Regions from separate parts of the Rattus norvegicus genome. Here all the other regions are linked to region 1. A link is a contact called in public Hi-C data. All regions are on one chromosome and are shown on one strand. The core of a region is the stretch at or near the end of the contact, and the rest is flanking DNA. Distances in the headings are between cores, read along the strand shown.

Evidence for each region. Hi-C and Micro-C count contacts between places; a contact is called where the count stands out from the background.
Region 2: a Hi-C map of Schwann cells shows a contact between it and region 1, with 5 times the contacts expected there. The contact joins the promoter of Terf2 here to the promoter of Nob1 in region 1. A contact is called at or near these places in 3 of 12 Hi-C or Micro-C datasets (Schwann cells, frontal cortex and mammary epithelial cells).
Region 3: a Hi-C map of liver shows a contact between it and region 1, with 2.5 times the contacts expected there. The contact joins the enhancer-like site here to the promoter of Nob1 in region 1.

Annotation. Positions count from the first base shown.
Region 1 is chr19:52,243,505-52,246,407 of GRCr8, forward strand. Nob1 (NIN1 (RPN12) binding protein 1 homolog) reads right to left here and starts at 1,497. Exons shown (of 9, transcript NM_199086.1): 1 at 1,427-1,497; 2 at 1,199-1,331. The coding sequence starts at 1,489.
Region 2 is chr19:51,913,961-51,916,863 of GRCr8, forward strand. Terf2 (telomeric repeat binding factor 2) reads right to left here and starts at 1,488. Exons shown (of 10, transcript NM_001108448.1): 1 at 1,199-1,488; 2 at 1,009-1,104; 3 at 1-53. The coding sequence starts at 1,451.
Region 3 is chr19:51,936,007-51,938,909 of GRCr8, forward strand. No RefSeq gene overlaps it. Among named protein-coding and RNA genes, the nearest start is that of Terf2, 22 kb to the left of the region's middle. Within about 2 kb of position 1,430, at least 7 of the 93 cell types and tissues checked have an H3K27ac peak or open chromatin away from gene starts, as enhancers often do. A contact at or near this core is called in liver, where this site is marked.

The DNA.
Region 1 (2,903 bases), core at 247-2,746:
TCTGCCTCTGCCTCAAAAAAAAAAAAAAAAAAAAAAAAAAAGGGCTTCCTGGGCACCCAGCAAACCCAACAAACCTTTTCTGTATTTTTGTTAAGATTCACTTACTTGCCAACCAGGGATGGTGCATGCTTTTGGCCCCAGCACTGGAGAGGCAGAAGCAGATGGTTGAATCTGAGGACAGCCTGGCCTATAGAGTTCTAGGTCAAAGTTTTTGTTTATGCATTTGAGTGTTTTGTTAGCACGTAGGTTATGTGCACCATGTTGACCTATTTCCTCTCAACCATATCTTATGAGGTATTACTTGTATTTTGGGAAGCTGAAGCTGCCTGACAGAGATCCTATAACTGTCAAGTTGGTAGGAAAAGCTACAGAAACCACAAATTGGCAAAGTGGACCACAGCCAAGTCCACCACTTGCTACTTCTACTCCTGCTAACCTGGATTCCTGAAGAGGATGATGATCCCCAAGCCACTAGTTTTCTTTCAGAACTACTGCAAGACCTAAACAGGTCCCTTTTTCTTCTTTTTAAAATTTATTTTTGAGATGAGGTCTCACTATGTAGCCCTGGCTTGCTTGGAACCTCTGCCTCCGGATGGCTTGGACTAAAAACATGTGACATCACATTGGACCCAACCCCCCCTCCCCCTTTATTTTTAATATGACAGAGTCTCACTATCTAATTCAGGCTGGCCTGGGACCCATGACCCTGAAACCTCTGTCTCCCCAGAGCTGAGACTACAGCACTGGGCTAGCCTGCATGACTTTTTCTTACTTGAGGCTGCCTCTCTATTGGAAACTATAATCACCCAATAAACAAAGGACTACAGATCTACGGTTTTTATTTTTAAATCTCTTCAGTTTTTTGGCAGGACGGGGGCCACACTCAGAGCCTTCTGTATACCTGGCAAGCGCTCTCTCACTGAATCTTACTAGTCTACACAACTTTACTTCATGTTTCCAATTTGCTAGACACCATTCCATTTTCGTATGGCCTACAGTACTGCCGGAGATGTGGTAGATACCATTTCTAGTCTCGTTTTACGGTAAAGCTTAAAGCCTGTGTGATAAACGCTGGCGCACACGTTTATTAAAGCCAGGCTGAAGTGACTGTCTCTAAAACCAATGTTGACTGGTACCAGGGCAGGACTGTCTCCACTCGGGCCCGGCGTCCCTGCCAAGGCTGCGCCAGGACACTCACCTAGCCTCACGTACTCCGGGAAGGGTTCCTTGAACCGCAGCTCGTAGGGCAGCACTGCCAGCCGCCTGCGTGTGGCCTTGTCGCGAATCTCTCTCACCACCTCCCGGATGGTGTAGATGTTTTTTCCGATGTCCTGTGGACAGACCGGCCTAGTTATCCCACTCGCTTGACCCCACACGCACCCCTAGAGGGTCTCGTGCCCAGATCCCGTGGCGGAATCTCTAGTACCTGTAGAGGCGCATCCCTCAAGAAAGCTCCGGCGTCAGCCACAACGTGCTCCACAGGCGCCATGTTGGCTGCCAAGGACAGACCGCGCATGCGTATGGCGCTTGCGCTGTTCCCTAGGTTTGCACCGCACTCCTCCCGGACTGGAGAGGAACAGCTGCTGCGATTTCGCGGCTCCCCCTAGCGGCCACAAACCACCCCTTCAGGACTATGTGTGCCACTTGCCCTGCCAGGAGCTATGTGCGTGATTAAATTTGAGAGAATTCTTAAGTAATCTGCCTCGGAATTAATAGAGTTTTCTTTACTTTTAAAAGAAAAACCCGTAGATATGCACATGGTTGAAAGTCAGTAGCTAGAAAGAGAATCTATCATATAAATCAGTAAGGTGCGTTCGATTTTACAAGCAAGGAAGCCAAGCTGACTTGGCCAGATAACCTCCGAGCTGACCTGAAACCACTCTTTAAAATCCATTGTGTTACCTCCACATCAAACCAGATACACTCAAACTAATAGAAGAAAAAGTGGGGAAGAGTCTCGAACACAGGGGCACTGGGGAAATTTTCCTGAACAAAACACCAATGGCTTATGCTCTAAGATCAAGAATCAACAAATGGGACCTCATAAAACTGCAAATCTTTTGTAAAGCAAAAGACACTGTCATTAGGACAAAATGGCAACCAACAGATTGGGAAAAGATCTTTACCAATCCTACATGTGATAGAGAGCTAATATCCAAAATATACAAAGAACTCAAGAAATTAGACTCCAGAGAACCAAATAACCCTATTAAAAAATGGGGTACAGAGCTAAACAAAACATTCTCAGCTGAGGATTATCGAATGGCCAGAAAGCACCTAAAGAAATGTTCAACATCCTTAGTCATCAGGGAAATGCAAATCAAAACAACCCTGAGATTCCACCACACGCCAGTCAAAATGGCTAAGATCAAAAGTTCAGGTGACAGCAGATGCTGGCAAGGATGTGGAGAAAGAGGAACACTCCTCCATTGTTGGTGGAATTGCAGTCTGGTTCAACCACTCTGGAAATCAGTCTGGAGGTTCCTCAGAAAATTGGACATTCCACTACCTGAGGACCCAGCTATATCTCTCCTGGGCATATACCCAAAAGATGCTCCAACATACAACAAAGACACATGCTCCACTATGTTCATAGCAGCCTTGTTTATAATAACTAGAAGCTGGAAAGAACCCAGATGCCCTTCGATGGAGGAATGGATTAAAAAAATGTGGTACATCTACACAATGGAGTACTACTCAGCTATCAAAAACAATGACTTCATGAAATTCATAGGCAAATGGAATAAACTAGAAAATATCATCCTGAGTGAGGTTACTCAATCACAGAAAAACACACTTGGTATGCGCTCATTGATAAGTGGATATTAGCCAAAAAGCTCAAATTACCCAAGATGCAATCCATAGACCACAGGAAGCTCAAGAAGAAGGATGACCAAAATGTG
Region 2 (2,903 bases), core at 238-2,737, 330 kb before region 1:
ATTGATAGCTGACTCCAGGGGTGTGAGCTCGGCCTCCATATCAAAGGAACAGTCTAGGACAGAACACAGTTTCCACTTTAAGCTTTTTGCTGTGGAGTAGCAAATGTCCAAAAAGTGTGCACAGCTATCAATGAAAGCATGCAAACACCATAAGACCCACTTGTATAAAGAATCATGCAAGCCAGGCATCTAATCTCAGCACTCAGGAGGCAAAGGGCAGAGGCCGACCTGGTCTATACAGTGAGTTCGACAGCTAAGGCTATGTAGAAAGATTCTGTCATTTGAAAACAAATCAGAAAACCATCAGTGAATAATAATACAAAAGGACCATACAAACTCAGTAAAATTTGCATTTATTTAGTACTTGATATATGGTCCAAACTCAAATCAACATATTTCTTTTTTGTTTGTTTTCGAGACAGGGTTTCTCTGTGTAGCCTTGGCTGTCCTGGAACTCTCTCTGTAGGCCAGGCTGGCCACTACACTACATGGGCTTCAACGTATTTCAAGTGACTACCTTTCAATTCTTTTTGACGCAGCTCAATTATAACGTATACATTTGACTTCAAAATCCAGAATAGCACATCTTTCTCAGATACAAGTGGCCAACAATGAAGGCAGTTTGTTAAAGAGCTGCCAAATTCAACTTGTGTATGTGTGTGTGTGTGTGTGGGGTGTTTCACACTTTACTATGCAGAGGAAAAGGGAGAAAGGTATGTCCTTATTGATGTAACTTACTTCTAGCAACAAAAACGGGTGTACAATTAACAGGTGGGAGAAAATAAAATAACAACAACAACAACAACAAAAACACATAAAACCAGCCAAGGAACTTTAACTGGAGAAAAGTAGAATTAGAGAATTCAACCACCTTTGAATGAAAAAGCCCTCCGCGGTGGAAACAGTAGCGCACTTTAACCCGGAATCTTTCAGTTCCGGATGTCAAGTTTGAAAATAACAAAACCCTACGTAAGTAAGCCCAGAAAAGAACACAAAGAATAGCCATACCTAAATTTTCTCCTTCTTCAATGCGCGATAGACACTGCATAACCCGCAGCAACCGGGACACCGTATGCTCCTTCCCCAAGGGCCTGACAAGCAACGCTGGGAAAGAAGACATGGTTGGCTCTGCGAGCCCCGGACCCCAAGTCATGCCCCCACAGACCCTGTCCTCCCCGCGGCCCGAGCCAGCCCTCACCCTGCATGATGTCCCGGATCTGCCTGAAGTCCCGGTACCGGCTACTCCGAAAGGCCCGCAGCGCCTCGTGGAAGTAGAACTTGAGCACCCAGCGGTTGACCGCCTCCTCCAGACGAGCTTCCCCCGCGCCCCGCTCTGCCGCGCCTCCCAGCCCCGGCTCGTGCCGCCCCCGTCGAGCCCTCCCGCCGCTGCGCGATGCTCGCCGGTTCGCCGCCCTCCCGCCGTTGTCGCTGCTCCCGCCTCCTCCCGCCATCGTGTTCGACCGCCGAGCGCCCTCCCCGCCGGGCCGTTTCCTTGGCTGTGACGCCATCGGGTCACGCACAACGCCCGGGCCGGAAGCAGGGCCCGCTGTTCCGGCTCCCGCAGCCATGATACCGACGAGTTTCCAAGCCGCCCGCGGGCTTCTGGGAGGGAAAGGACCGAGGTGGGGGGGGGGGTCGGTCCACCCACCTCCTTGGCATCCGTAGTTCCCGTTTTGTCTGCTGCTATGCTTGCTGGGGATTGGAGTCCAGACAGCCCAGCCAGGTGCGCTATTTTAAAGACTACGCTCCTTACTTGGGACCCTGTAAAGAATACGAAAAATAAACGCATGCATAGTGTTAGACATTTCGCAAATTGTGAAAAGCAGTACAATAGGAAAAAAGTTACTTTGTTTTGAGACAGAGTCTCACTGTGTAGTCCTGCTTGGCTTGGAACTCAAGACATAGAGTTTGAACTTGGCCTCTGTTTTGTAGTACTGATATTAAAGGAGATAGTGCCAACTTGACCAGACTTTTTAAAAAAACAAAACATGGGTTTGTTCTGGGAATTAGCTCAGGACCTAACCATTCTAGTGCAAGCACTTATCAACCGTGCACTCTCCCCTCATCCCGACCCTCGACCCTCCACCCCCCACCCCCATTAAAAATTTATTCTAAGACAGGTCCTGCAAAGTTGCCCAGGCTAGTTTTGAACTCACTTCAGAGTCCAAGTGCAACAAGGCTTTGGAGCCACTCTCTGAAGCAGTCCTAACTGTGGCAATCAAAGCTGTTTGGTGATCCCAGCCTGTTGGCCTTTCTTATCGGGAGCTAAACTATCTGCCTTCACATCCTGACAGTTCTGCTTGTTATTGTGTAAACCTTGTGGAAGTTACTTCCCCATTTGTGTACCTGTGCCCCTTTCTGTCAAGTGTACATAATAGAGGTACATCGTGGGGATTGTATTAAAATGAGCTGAATTACTGTTTCTGGTTCCTGTAGCCCAGGATTCAGCTTGTAAGAGTTCAACAGATTTGTGTGTATGTGAGTATGTCTGTGTGTGTGTGTACATGGATATCCAAGGATAACTTTTTTTTTTTTTTTTGGTTCTTTTTTTCGGAGCTGGGGACCGAACCCAGGGCCTTGCGCTTCCTAGGCAAGCGCTCTACCACTGAGCTAAATCCCCAACCCCCCAAGGATAACTTTTAGAAGTTGGTTCTTGCCTTTCATTATGTGGGTCTGAGGGATTAAAATCAAAGTCATCTGGTTTCGTCTTTGGCAAGCCTCTTTACCCACTGAACCTCTTCCTCCTCCTCCTCCTCCTCCTCCTCCTCCTCCTCCTCCTCCTCCTCCTCCTTTTTTAGAATTATTTATTTATTTTATGTATGTGAGTACACTGTAGCTCTCTTCAGACACACCGGAGGAGGGCAATGGATCCCATTTCAGATGGTTGTGAGCCACCATGTGGT
Region 3 (2,903 bases), core at 180-2,679, 310 kb before region 1:
AAGCGTATGCATTATGCACTACACGTCTTTACACACGCATGGCATTTGTACTTCTCCAGCTTCCTTCATACTTCAACAGCAATGTTCTTATAGATGGCTAAAAAAAATCATAATACTATCTTCTCTGTGTGTACGTATGTGTATGTATGTGTCTGTGTGTGCAAGTGTGTGTGAGTGTATATATGTGTGTGCACGTGTGTATGTGTGTTTATATGGGTGTATGTATGGATGTGTACAAGTGTGTGCATGTGTGCATGTGTGTGTGTGTGTGTGTGTGTGTGTGTGTGAGAACAGGTAATAGGAACAGAACTCAGGGTCCATTACATGCAAGGCAAGTGCTCTATTATTAAGCTACATCCCCAGCTCTTTTGATTTATATTTTCTATTTTTTTTTTTGAGACAAGATATCACTAAGTTGTCCAGGGGAGCCTTGAGCTCTCTCTAAAACCTAGGCAGGCCTTGAACTTGTGTCCATCCTGCCTCAGCCTACTGAGTGCTAGGGTTACAGGTGTAAAACACCACAGCCAGCCCTGTAACTATAATTTGATTGTACTGGGATATCTTCAGGAAAAACTGACACTGTAAAGGAGCCTCAGTTTCCAAGGTCACACAGGAACTTGGGCTAGGTCTCTGTGCAGGAGACCTGGGCATCCAGAATGGACCCAGGATGAGATAGTTAAGACAGGCAGGCCCAAGAATCATCTGAATACTGGTATACCATTGCTGTGGTGTGTTCTCTGAGATCTCATGCTGGTCCAAAATGAATTTAATTACACACTGTACTCATTTAAAAAAGGGAAAGAGGTCTGTTTTTATTTCTTTGTACATACGTGCGTTTGTATGAGTGTATACCATGTATGTATGTGAGTGAAAGACCAGAAGAGGTGTCAGATCCAGAGTTACACATGCCTGTGAACTGCCGGAACTGTAGAATTGTAGGTACTGGGAACAGAACTCTGGTCCTCTGTAAGAGCCATCTTAACTACCAATCCACTTGACGATATACTGATTGTTTCTTCTTAGTCCCTTGCTCCTGTGTGAGCTCCTGAGCATTTATTTGTGCACACTGTTTAGAGGAGCCCAGGTGTCAGCCTCTGGCTTTCTGGCTGGCGCTGAGGGACTCCTCTGCTCTTCACCTGCATATGGTTGTAGGCGTGCCTAGAGGGGCACTACTGCCTCCGGCTTTCCCTGGCTTCTTGGGCAAGCAGTTTCATCCACTGGGGCATCTCCTCAGCTCCGAACTAAAACCGTCATAAAACTTTAAGTACAGGAGGGGCCGCACGTGACCTTATTCTGTAAGCATTTCCTGTTCTTGCCAGCTTGTTTACTGTTTTCTCCCAAACACTGGCTCACCTTCTTTATTCTCAGTCAAGGGCACTGCTTTGAAACGTTACAGTGTCCGGTGTCCTTCAGAGTCAGGCTTGGCACGAGGGCCTGTGAATTCTTTCATCTGAAACCCTCTTTGGCCTGCCAGGCATACACAAGCCTACAGTCCAACTCTAGAACCTGCTGCGAACTCACTGCCCCTGGAAACCTTCCCTGCTGACCTTTCACCCTTCCACTCTGTTCTGTGCTACAGATGCAAAGAGGTAGTAGAGATATGACCTGGGAAGGAGCCTTAAGACTGTGTTGCCTGGACGTTAATTCTGGTTCTTTCCATTTTGGGTAGTATGGCTTTATGAAGCAAGCAGGGGCTCTGGAATCTGTCTGGCATGCACCCTTGGGAGTTCTCGGATTCATTCTCCTGTCCCCTGTCACCTTGGAAATAGTTCTTCCTTCTTGTCGGCTCTTGTCTTCTACCTCAGCTTCTCCAAGAGTGGAAGAACAGGTTTCTTTTACCTTCCCAAAGCACAATAAAGCCCAAACCACCATCCCATTGTGTTCTTGGCGTTCTCATCTGTCAGTGGAGGATAATTATAGTCCTTCCTCCTTGTATTCTTGTAGGAATGAAATAACATCAGGCATGCATCCAGAAGTGGCACCTGGCAGGTTGCTTTACACCGGGTTGCTCTAAATCTATTCCAAGTACAATTCCTTGGTGGCTGACTTTTTGGGCTGCAGAGGCCACCTTCCCCATGACTCTCGAAGTGATGGCTCTATTTATGTTTCCCTTCCATGTGTAGAGGGAGAAGGAGGGCGGGAGGCACCTGTTTTGTTGGCACCGAGGGAGGCAGAGCAATGGTATTCTGGGATCAGGAGTCTGACACAGCTTAGCGGTTCTGAAGCTTCTGGATGGAGACAACACCGTCAGCTGGTACCACAGTATTTTGGGAGCCATTCTCAGGTATTTAGTCCAAAGTCTATTTCTTCAACTTTCCATCATAAATTAGCACGAGAAAAAAAAATCTGTCAACTGCAACTGAGGGGAAAAAAATCAATTGTTATTTAAAAACTTTGTTGAGGTAAAAGAAAGTATAGGGTACATAGACGAAGGAAGAAATCAAACTGTGTTTACACATGCCATGATTATCCATGCATAACATCGGGGAGAACTGAAAAAGAACTTCTCCAAGTAGTAATTATAGTAAGATCATAGGAGAGGGCCCTGGGTTCCTGGAGAGGAAGACTCAGCACTGAGCTGGAGTTGCCCTCAGAGACAGGCTACCTATCTAGTGTGTTACAAGCCTGGGATCCATCATGGAAAAGAAAATTCTCCTAGGTTCTGCCCACCATGATCAACAGAATACCAACAGAAGTTATTTTGAAGATACTGACAAACTGACACTCTTATTTTGTTTTTGAGACTTTTTATTGTCTATTTTGTCTATCACTATTATTGTTTGGTTTTATTTTGTCAAGGCAGGATTCCTTTGTGTAGCCTTGGCAGGCCTAGAACTAGCTGGTTTGGAACTCCCAAAAAGGAGATCAGCTTGTCCTTGTCTCCTGTGTGCCACCACCTCCCC